Linked DNA regions of Mus musculus: region 2 is linked to region 1. The links are chromatin contacts, called in public promoter capture Hi-C maps. All regions are on one chromosome and are shown on one strand. The core of a region is the stretch at or near the end of the contact, and the rest is flanking DNA. Distances in the headings are between cores, read along the strand shown.

Region 1 (6,242 bases), core at 1,640-4,139:
CAAAGAGAGATTGGGCAGAATGAGTCATAGATAGGATGTGCCCAACTGCTGGAAAAGCACAGGAAGGGGAAGCTATGTTAAGAGCAGCACAGGTAGAGTCAGTCAGTTGGGAGTCAGAACAATGAGTGCAGTGCACCGGAATTGAGTTGAGTTCATTCGTGAGTTCATGCAGTGCAGTGCAGGTCAGCAGAGGCAGCAGAAGCCAGAGAATAAGAAGGAGCAAGAAGATTAGAACAAACTGCCAGAGTTAGTTTGAGGCCATGCACAGCAACGCAGTGAGAAGTTGAGAGAAGCCAGATTGATTCAGTCAGTTTAGACAGGAGTTTGTGCCAGAACAGCTGAGTTGAACCAGCCACCCAACGTTCAGAAAGAACTAGAAAGAGTGAGTTTATGCAGCATTAAGTTTCAGAGGCTGAAACATTGTAGGCCTAGGTTAGCAGACAGAGGCTAGAAGTTGAAGCCTTCAAGGTCTGGGACTGCAGAACTGTACAGAGGCTAGAAGCCTTCAAGCCTAGGCCTAGAGGTAGTTAAATAGATATGCTCCAGGCTCAGCTCACTCTATGTATTCATAAAATTGGGCATGCCTCTCATCTCATCACTTCACCTGAAGAAATAAAAGTGACATTTACATTTACTACAAACTTATACAAATGGGTAATTTAACCACATATAAGAGCTGTTTCTGAGCCCACTCTTTGAGGCGAATGGAAGCCACCACTGCAGCTTAACCATCTCTGCTTAACCAGGGGAAAGCTATGAATGTATTTAACATCAAGATACTGTATGGAGGCAGGGGTGGAGAAACGTTTCATTAGGAGAGCTTACTGCGCTTTCACGGGACCTGAGTTCAGTGCCCAACACCTACATCAGGTGGTTCATAGCACTTGTAACTCCAGTATCAGGAAATCTAAAGCCCAAAGGTCACTGTGGGCACCGGCAGGCATATGATGCACATAAAGAGATTCAGCATCATCCATATAAATAAAAATAATATGTAAATATTTTGAAAGGAACTATATGGGCTTTCCCTCCTCTTTATTTCTCTATGATGAGATATGCATAAACATACTAAAAAATGAAAATTTGGAAAATCGAACTAAAAAGATTGAAATTTGGCGGAGTCAATTTTAGATGAAGAATCAAAGCACCAAAGCTCAGACAAGACACCAACTCTTTGCCATCTCAGTACATTTTTCTTTGTTAAAGAATTGCAGTCAATTGTCTGTGACTTGTTTGAAAACAAAGCTCTTTGGCCTATCCTCTTAGCTCCATCAAGGCTCCTACTGGGCTTTTCATCTGCCTTCTTATCCACGGGGCCATGCTAAGGTGACGTGTGTTCTGCCCATCTGAGTCTCCTTCCTGCAAAGAGCCAAGTGAGCCCATTAAGGGCACCATCTGCTTGGGCCTTCGTACTCATTCATCAATATTTACTCAATTGAGCATCTACTATGTGCCAAGAGCTCTGTTAGGTGCTGGGAGTACAGCAGTAAACAAGATAGACACAGTCTGCTTTAATGTGGTTTATAGTTTTATAAGAGCTGCAGTTGCAATTGTTATATCTGCTACAAAGGAAATGGCAAACTATAACTAGAGAGTCACTTACAATTATGAGAGCTACAAGGGAAAACAATATGATGAAATGTATGGACAAGAGCTTTGGAAAGTGCACTTCTAACTCATTGATATCCCTGAAATCAGTTCAGTGATTTGTATACTTTTATTTAACAGAATCTACTACTTTTATTTAATAAAATCAATTAGATATAAAAGAAAATAATCAGAGACATTAGTTGAAATACCCAATAAAGGGGAGAGAAAACCTGTAGAGACCATATACAGAGGTTAGGCATGGCCCCTGGTTGAGGCATGGGGCTACCCTCCCATCTCAAAATTTTTAACTCAGAATTGCTCCTACCTAAAGGAAATGCAGGGACAAAGAGTGGAGCAGAGACTGAAGGGAAGACCATCCAGAGACTGTCCTACCTAGGGATCCATCCCATCTGCAGACACCAAACCCAGACACGATTGCCAATGCCAAGACACGCCTGCTGACAGGAGCCTGGTATGGCTGCCTCCTGAGAGGCTCTGCCAGAGCCTGACTAATACAGATTCAGATGCTCATAGCCAGCCATCAGACTTTGCTCAGGGACCACAATGGAGGAGTTGGGGGAAGGACTGAAGGAGATGAAGGGGTTCCCAACCACATAGGAAGAAGAACAAAAATCAACCAATCAGACCCTTCCCCCTGGAGCTCCCTGGGACTAAACCACCAACCAAAGAGTACATGGAGGGACCCATGGCTCTAGCCACATATGTAGCAGAGGATTGCCTTATCTGGCATCAATGGGAGGGAAGCCCCTAGGTCCTGTGGAGGCTTGATTCCCCAGCATAGGGAATGCTAGGGTGGTGAGGTGGAAGTGGGTGGGTGGGTGGGTGGGTGAGTACCCTCATAGAAGAAGGGGGAGGAGGGATGGGATGGGAGGTTACAGAAAGGAAACCAAGAAGGGGGATAGCATTGGAAATGTAAATAAATAAAAGAACCAATAAAAATGTATTTTAAAAAAGACTAAGGGAAGAAAACTAGCCTTTTAGCATAGAAAGCTATGTAAACAAGCCTTTAATCTTTACAGTCTATTGTCTAGATTGAGAATTTTCAGGATTTCAAACTATAACATCCACAACAAACAATTCTCTGGGTTGGTTTCATGGTGTCTACATCAGTAGAGTGATCCATGTTTAGACACAGATCAGAGAAACTGGCTCCTTTCCAGGTCATTCCTATGTTAACAACGCATGAACAATAATCCACACAAACTAGGCTGAGCTTCAGTGTTCACTGGATGCAGTCTGTCCATTGCCTTTACTGTGGATGGCCCAATTGTTCCAACGTGGAGATGCCACTGACAGATGACACCCTTGTGCTCACTCATGTGGACCTTTGTTTGCTACATGTGACTCCGACTGCCATCCACTGAAAATCCTAACACAGCCCAGCTCTCTTTTAGTTATTCAGACATATAATGAGTTTCAGCAAAACAGAGGAATCTAAGAATCCGCATCCTCCAAAGAGTGCCCTTGAAGTGAAGGCTTACCTTTACAGGAATGAAATGCTGTCCACTTGGGAGGAAATCTGAAACTATGTACGTTGCACTTGAACTTCCATTGGACTTATTTTTCCTGTGCTTATGAAATGTAAATCAAAGGCGTCAGAATCACCATATGTCTTCTCTTAAAGGTACGGAGTGAGTTCCAAATCAGAAACACACGTCTTTCCAGTTCACTTCGGATGGTTACGTACCGCTAACTTTTGCAAGAAATGTACTTTTGAAAAATGGGGAAAACAGAAGAAAAAAAAGAAAAAGAAGAAAAACAATCTGGACAAGCATTTGTTTTAATGATCCAGGAAGGCTGCATTGCAGAGTCAAGCTGCACGAGCCGACGTTGCTAAGATGGCCAAGACCACGTGTCATCCTCAGTAAGTCAGTCCTTGGCTCATTCTCTCACTCCATCTCAGCCCTAATGCTGTTACCCAATAAGAATTAAACTTAATCCTGACCACAAAGGCCACAAAGCAATATCTTGGTGTATAAATAGCAGCTGATTATTGGTAGAGCAAAATAAAGCTGGGAAATGTCACTCATTTAATTACCAAGAGAGATCTGTGCAATATATAAAATTGCCTATTATTTTAATACCCTTCCATTTTTTCTAAAACATAATAAATATAAAAATTGACTAGCAGATATCATTTTCAAATTTGTAGGGAGATGAAATCTAGAAAGATAGAGACTCAAAACTTTTATTAGGTTCAAATACCTTTCAATATATTTGGAAAAGACATTTTATACCTTAAAATCTCATTAAGTTAAAAAGAATTTACATTTGGAAGGGAAAGGTATATACATGTCTTAGACGCCAAAGAAAAGTTCACGTTTTCATCCTGAGTAGAGGTATGAACTTCTACACTTTTTTAAAATATTTTTTATTACATATTTTCCTCAATTACATTTCCAATGCTATCCCAAAAGTCCCCCATACCCTCCCCCCCCCCACTTCCCTACCCACCCATTCCCATTTTTTTGGCCCTGGCGTTCCCCTGTACTGGGGCATATACAGTTTGCGTGTCCAATGGGCCTCTCTTTCCAGTGATGGCCGACTAGGCCATCTTTTGATACATATGCAGCTAGAGTCAAGAGCTCCGGGGTACTGGTTAGTTCATAATGTTGTTCCACCTATAGGGTTGCAGATCCCTTTAGCTCCTTGGGTACTTTCTCTAGCTCCTCCATTGGGAGCCCTGTGATCCATCCAATAGCTGACTGTGAGCATCCACTTCTGTGTTTGCTAGGCCCCGGCATAGTCTCATAAGAGACAGCTATATCAGGGTCCTTTCAGCAAAATCTTGCTAGTGTATGCAATGGTGTCAGCATTTGGAAGCTGATTATGGGGTGGATCCCTGGATATGGCAGTCTCTAGATGGTCCATCCTTTCATCTCAGCTCCAAACTTTGTCTCTGTAACTCCTTCCATGGGTGTTTTGTTCCCAATTCTAAGAAGGGGCATACTATCCACACTTCAGTCTTCATTCTTCTTGAGTTTCATGTGTTTAGCAAATTGTATCTTATATCTTGGGTATCCTAAATTTTGGGCTAATATCCACTTATCAGTGAGTACATATTGTGTGAGTTCCTTTGTGAATGTGTTACCTCACTCAGGATGATGCCCTCCAGGTCCATCCATTTGGCTAGGAATTTCATAAATTCATTCTTTTTAATAGCTGAGTAGTACTCCATTGTGTAAATGTACCACATTTTCTGTATCCATTCCTCTGTTGAGGGGCATCTGGGTTCTTTCCAGCTTCTGGCTATTATAAATAGAACTTCTACACTTTTATTAGTGTATATTAATTCTACAAAATGATAGGCTTTATTATGACACTGTCCTTCATCCACATAATGGGTTTTGACAAAATTCACCCTCACTGCCCTCTCTTGTTATCACTCACCCTTCTCCCTGACCATTTCCCAAAAATATTCTTCCCTTTTCTTTAACATCATGGACAAAATTATTTTTTAATCTAGATTCTAACTCTAAGCAAAAACTTGTAGTATTTTAGTATTTGTCTTTGTGAGTCTGGCTTATTTAGTTCAACATGAGGAACTCCTATTCCATCTATTTCCTTGCAAGGTACATAATTCTGTTATGTGTAAACTCTATTGTGGGGTGTGTGTGTGTGTGTGTGTATGTGTGTGTGTGTGTGTGTGTGTGTGTGTGAGAGAGAGAGAGAGAGAGAGAGAGAGAGAGAGAGAGAGAGAGAGAGAGTTGTTATCTTTATCCATTAATCTATTTATGGGTACCTAGGCTGACTATAACTTGGCCATTGGGAATAATGCTGAAATAAAATGGCATGGAGGTGCAGACATCTTTGTGGTGTACTTGCCTACCCCTTTGGGCATATACTGAGGAGGTGTGTAGCTAAATCAGACATATAATAGTTTTACGTTTTGAGAGGAACGTCCATATGGATTACCACAGTGCCTATACTACTTTTAGTAATTATAAATGTCTCTAACACTTCTAAGAATTAAGCAATTATGTAACAATCAGGCTGAAGGTGAAGAACTCTTTGGTATCATTGAGCCACAGGTATAGCAGCTATAAACTTGGTTTAGTATCCCTCATCAGATATATATCTAGCAAGTACCTGAACAGTGGGCAGACAAGAGTCTAATCACGGATGGCCCTGATGCTGTGGAATGAGTGTGTTACCATGAGATTCCCCATGGTAAAGTCCTAACCTCTGATGTGACAACATTAGTAGGGATACTTAGAGAGGTGATTATGTCATAGGTATGAATCCTGCATGAACATGGTTGGTACCTTCATGAAGGAGACACATGAGCTCTACCTCATCAACGTCATTCAAGTTAGTTTGCAACAAGATGTCGTAACCACAAAACAATCCCTCACCCACTATTATATATTCCAGAGACATAAAAATCAGTTTGTAAAAGAAATCTGGATGCTCATATTTATTTAAACACTATTTATGTGGCCAAGATATAGAACCAATCTAAGTGTCAATGGATAAATAAAGACAATATGTCTATTTATGTAATGGAATATTATTCAGTCACAGTAAAGGAAATGTTGTCATTTCTGACAGATCACATGAACCTGAGAGACACGAGGCTAAGCAAAACAAACCAGACACAGAAATACAAATACCATATAATCTAACTCATA
Region 2 (5,614 bases), core at 1,715-4,214, 2.9 Mb before region 1:
TCTCTTTACAATCCTGGGTCCTTTCTGCAGTCTAGATTACTATTCTTCAGAGCTGCATGTCCTCAGAGGACATATTTTTTTTTTTTAATCTGCTTGCCCTAAATCCAAACACACCCCCAACCCAAGTCAAGAATTATACTTATTTTTCTTTTGTTCTTTAAGACAGGATTTTGTACTGCACCCAAGGTTGACCTGGAATTCACTATGTAGTCTATGCTTGCCTCAAACTTGAAATCCTTGTGCCTCAGCTGCGATTACAGGCTCTGCTTAGTCTACGATCAGAATTTCTGTTGCTCAAAGCTGATTTCAAAGTATTATTCTGGCTGTAGGTAAACAAATGTTATATACTGTTTGGGAACAATATGTGAATGGAGAATAAAACTTCAACTTTACAATACTATGTGATATATTCATTTCAAGGAGAAAATACATACTCATAGTAAATCCATGATATCCCAGACAGCTTAAAAGAATAATAGGAAACACACATAATTTTCTTTTGTTTGTTTTATATGAAATTCAACTCAGAAGCCACAATATAAACTCACTGCATAGCTCCAAAAGTTGTCAAGACATGCTACGGTGTTAGAGAAATTATAAAATAAACCAAACTAGGCTTAATTCTATTACTGCATGTATTAGGATAATTTTAATCAATACTTTCTTTAAATGCACTTATCTTATTTGTTTTGCTTTTTTTGAAACTGGTTTCTCTGTGTAACAGAGCCCAGGCTGTCCAGGAACTTGCTTTGCAGACCAGGTTTGCCTAGAACTCTAAGATATCTACCTGTTTCTGCCTCCCCAGTAGGATTAAAGGTGTATGCCACCATGTCAGCATTAATGAATGTATCTTTGGAGATGTCTTCACTAATGAAAGCTAAAGTTGAGTTCTCTTTACTTCAAAAACAAAAATATTGCAACCACTAAAGAAACCAACCAACCAACCCTTCTTGACTAAGACTGTACAGAGCAGTGGTAGAATTCACCCCTAGAATGTGATGCCTTGGGTACAACCCCTAGAAAACCAACGAAATCTTGTTAGAGATGAAGGAAGACAAAATATATTCATGATTTTTAGGGCTAATAGACTATTATAAATAACTTTAATTTTGCTGTTGTCTTTCGATCGAGACAGGGTTTCTCTGCGCAGGCCCAGAGTCCTGAAACTTACTCTGTAGACCAGGCTACTCTTGAATTCAGAGCTCTACCTGCCTCTGCCCTTCTGAGTGTCATCTCCACTGTCAGGTGACAAAAATTAACGAAACAAAAAACCCTTTAGTCTCATTAATTAAAAGTGGTTATAGGTCCAAGTGGCCTGAAATACATTCTATAATGTTTTGTAACATTTATTTTTGAATGGAAATTTTACTGTTTTGTGGTCTATTTTATATTTATTCAATCTCAGTAGTTTGTAAGTAAAATGCTATTTCTGAATGTCCTTTGTTGGCACAATATTGAATTGCCACCAGATTATTATTCCCAGAGATTTAAGTCTCCCAAATCCTGATTTTTTTCTTCAGATGTAAAGGTGACAATTATTTTTCTTTCTTTTATTTTCCCTTGGACAAGAGTTTCTCTGTGTGCTCTGGCCATTCTGTAGACCAGGCAAACTGTCTACTGAGATGAAAGGCACACACCAGCACTGCTTGGCAACAGTTTTGCTTCCAGATGTTTGGCTACGGCAGTTCTACCTTAGAACTCCAACAGTCAGTAAATTATTAGATGTGTTCACATTAATTTTATTTAAATTAAATCAGCCAACTTTAACTACATACAATCTGACAAAAGATTAATCTCATTAGCGTGTATAAAGGAACCCTGGCGAATTCTCACTTCTATCTTTCAAGGCTATAACAATCAAATGTTGAAAAAAAACGATCATAAGCAAACATCTCATTTCGAAACCCCAAACATTCATTCTGGCTATTTTAATAAGAACGAGCCTACTAAAGGTTACTTTATACTCAGATGCTGTAAAATAGTCATCTTTTCTTCCAACTACATCCAAGTCTATGAGGTACCATTTACTTTTAAATGAGGATTAGTATGGAAGAAATACGTTTATCGAATGTGAAATTTCATTACCTATCTTAAGGAAACTCAAGTAGACAATCGTTGTAACCTGAGGAACATTTAAGAACATCAGTACCTTGCCTCACTCACTGAATGCCTACAAGTTCAATGCATTAAAAGACGCTCGTGTGTGTGTGTGTGTGTGTGTGTGTGTGTGTAGGTAAACTGGGAGCTCCCAATTTAACATAGGTACTGTGACAGAGCCTACGTTTAATTCAGACTCCATGTATGAACGAAGCATTCTGTACAAAACCGCTGGGCCACGCTTTTTGGGAAACCTCTGTTCTTGACACGAAAGTTTCCAGATGGACCAAACACCAAAAGAAACAACAACAACAAAAAAGTGGTAAATAGTCCGCTGGCTCTTGAAAATGAACAGCGCTACCTCTCACTGCCTGATAAAGAAAAAAACCAAACCCAAGGCGTCAGGTCAGTCAGGAGGGGCCTTCCAGAGCGCCACTCAGCTTGTTTTTTCAGGCACAGCCCGAGGAGCCGCGGAAAGTCGTGAGCATCGAAAGGCCGGGCCGGGGGTCCCTGGGCGGCCGAGTGGGCGCGGCGGGCGCGTGGGTGGAGACGCGGCGAGCGCGGGGGCGCAGCGGCCTCACTACAGCGATGAGGGGCGGCGAGAACCACTTCAGTCGGGGCCCACCGGGCCGGGCGCCGACACGTGGCCCCGGGGAGCCGCGCTCCGCAGCCCGGCGAGCCCCAGCCCGGTGCGGCGGGGAGGGGGAGGGGACGTACCTCGATGATCTTCTCCTTCTTCTTCTGCTCCGCCTTCTTGCTGCCCCCGGCCTGAGCCTGTTTCTTGGGGGGCATCGCGGAGGCGGGGGGCACCGGGCCGACTGCGACGCAGATGGCTACCGTCGGGGCGTCCGGCAGCTCGGCGGGAGCAGGAAGACCCAGCCGCCGCCGCAGCGCACGGAAAGCGACTCGCTCATTCGCCGCCCGGATGTGGCCTTTGCGACAGCACGGCGCCGCTATGCACTGTGGGGCGCGAGGCGAGGCGCCCGGAAGTGGAGCTGCGCGTGCGCTCCGGCTGCGCCGAGCCGGGAGGGGGCGTGGATGAGACGTGGGAACTGGGAAAGGCGCGGCGTGTGACGCCTCCTTTTGGTGAGGCGCTTGCCACTTGCTTGGCTTCGTCCTTCATTAGCACCGCGAGTGATGCCTCCTCACCTCACTTGTATAGACCCCTGGCGTAGAGAGTTCTAGATCTAGTTAGCACTGGACAGTACCATCTTGAGTAATCACGGAGCGGCTGCATCAATTATGAGCTACTGTCTTGTCCTCTGGAGGGGCAGGGTTGCAATGCAGCACCTTCAGTATGAAGTTGCGTAAAGAAATAAAGTTTCATTTGGAGATCGTCAGACGTGGAGTCCTAGTGGGTGAAATCCTTAGTTTCTCTTCAAGTCCTGTACTAATTTTAGGGGGCTGCCTTAACGATTCCGGAAAAAAAAAAATCACTATTTTACTATGTCAAACTAGCCTAACAGTATGGGCCAAGCCCAATTTAAGGTTAGTTTAAGTGTTTGGTAAATTCCATAATGACTTTACACACACGATTTCACTCATTACATCTACACTGAGGTACGAATGGTTAACTGTTAGCACTGTTTGAGATGAAACGCAGAAAGAAAGGTGGCTAAATGTAAAATCCAAGATAAGAATTTCAGCCTGGTTAGTCTTGCTTCAGGGCTCTGTTTATATTGTAGACTAAACCAAAAGTATGGCTTTTGATATGCAAATGAATCTACTATTTTTTATTCAGCCAAATACTGACTTTAAAAAAGCACACAATGAATGGCTGTTCTTTTGCATGGTTACTGTTTTACCTACATTGATTAACAGAAGAATCATCCTTCCAGAGAAGGGAGTTATTAGTTTTTCAACAATTTCATAAGCAGAAAACTACTTTGGAACCCTAATGCCACCATGAGGGAAATGGACAGTGTTCATCTGATGGCAACCAAAGCAAAAAGAGACACTTAGGGGCAGGGGACCCAATATTCCTTTCAAGGGCTTTCCCCAGTGATCTACTTCCCTTCATGTGTTCCACTCTCCCTAGGAGTGTCACCCAACTCAACAGGAGCCTTTGTGGAACACTGTGACAGTTTACTTTTCTGTATTATTTATTCTTCAGAAGTTGATTAAGAATTCCTGTAGTAGCAGAATGTAGTAATCTTAATATCCCCCTTTTTAGTGATTCATTTAATGTCTCTAATTTTAAAGAATTTTTTTATGGCAATCGTAAGTATGGAAAAGTTGTAAACAATCTAGAATTTCACAGTCATAGCTGAAAAATCATAGTTCACTATTATCTTTTGTTCCTAACTTCTAACTAAACCTATCCCATGCTAATGCTAGACTATGTGACCAATATTCTTAATATATTCTCTTATATGGAAATTAGAGTTGGTTTTAGTTGTTTATAACCAAAATTTGTTATGGACTGAACTGTTATGGGCTGAATTGTGTTTTCAAAACTCACAACGTCTACTACTTCAGAATGTAACTACATTAGGAGATAAGGGCATTATAAAGGAAATAGGTAAGTTAAAATGAGACTTTCAGCATAGACCTAATCCAATCTGAATGGAGTCCTTATTAAAAAAAAAGGAAAAATTGAGTTTAAAATTTTTTTGAGACAGGGTCTCCTTAAGTTGTTTACATTGGCCTTGAACTTCTAGCCTGGACTGGCTTTGAATTTGCCATCCTCCCATTGAGCCTCCCGAATAGCTGGAATTGCAGATTTGTGTTATGAGCCCTGGTATAAGAGAGAATCTATATTGTGCACAGAAGCAAGAAAAATCACATGAAGACATAGCGGGAAGGTCTGTGTCAAGGAGAGGCCTTAGAAGAAAGCAAACACAGGAACAGGACAAACACAGGGATAGGACGGAGTCTAGCAAGTCAAAGCTTTGAGTTCAATTTCCAGCATCATACAAACCAGGTATGGTAGCACAAGCCTGTAATCTCATCACCTGGGAAGGAGAGACAGAAGAATCAGAAGTTTACGGTCATCTTTGGCCACAGCAAGCTCAAGGCCAGCTTGGGTTGCATAGTACCTTACTCTGTGCATATAGCCTCCATCTTGTTTAAGTATCAAATCTGTAGTACTCTGTTATGGAAACCCCAGCAAAGTAGTACTCTGGTAGTAGTACTCTGGTAAGGCTTAGGACTAGAGTATAGACATTGCCACTGTGGTGAGCAGAAGCTATTTTATTCCAAATCTTTTGATAAAAATAAGGCTAACTTAACTGACCATGTAAATTGCTGACTCATCTCCTGAGTTGGGAAGGTACCTTCTAGAAGTGTTTTTATTTAAATATTTAATGCTTCAAGTCCTTTGACTTTCAGACAGTCTCCTTCAAGTCATTTTCCCCTCCAAAATAAACTATGACAAAAGACTTGCCAGCAGAGCATGTAAAATCTCTTTTAACCTGTCAATTTGAGTTTCTGTACTGTAACCCTTCACCGCAACCTACAGTGACATAACATTTTCTTAAGTGGATAACTTATCTGGTTCTGTTTGAAATACTTCTTG

The links. Promoter capture Hi-C pulls out the DNA fragments that hold promoters and counts their contacts.
Region 2: a promoter capture Hi-C map of second pharyngeal arch cranial neural crest shows a contact between it and region 1. The contact joins the promoter of Zc3h15 here to the enhancer-like site in region 1. A contact is called at or near these places in 6 of 39 promoter capture datasets (the 3T3-L1 cell line, 3T3-L1-derived adipocytes, cranial neural crest and 3 more), 1 of 484 Hi-C or Micro-C datasets (cerebellum) and 2 of 115 datasets of contacts at active chromatin or transcription factors (astrocytes and forebrain).

Annotation. Positions count from the first base shown.
Region 1 is chr2:80,749,223-80,755,464 of GRCm38.p6, reverse strand. No RefSeq gene overlaps it. Among named protein-coding and RNA genes, the nearest start is that of Gm25420, 45 kb to the right of the region's middle. Within about 2 kb of position 2,889, at least 5 of the 459 cell types and tissues checked have an H3K27ac peak or open chromatin away from gene starts, as enhancers often do.
Region 2 is chr2:83,641,928-83,647,541 of GRCm38.p6, reverse strand. It overlaps Zc3h15 (zinc finger CCCH-type containing 15), which reads right to left and starts at 2,964. Exons shown (of 10, transcript NM_026934.3): 1 at 2,815-2,964. The coding sequence starts at 2,889.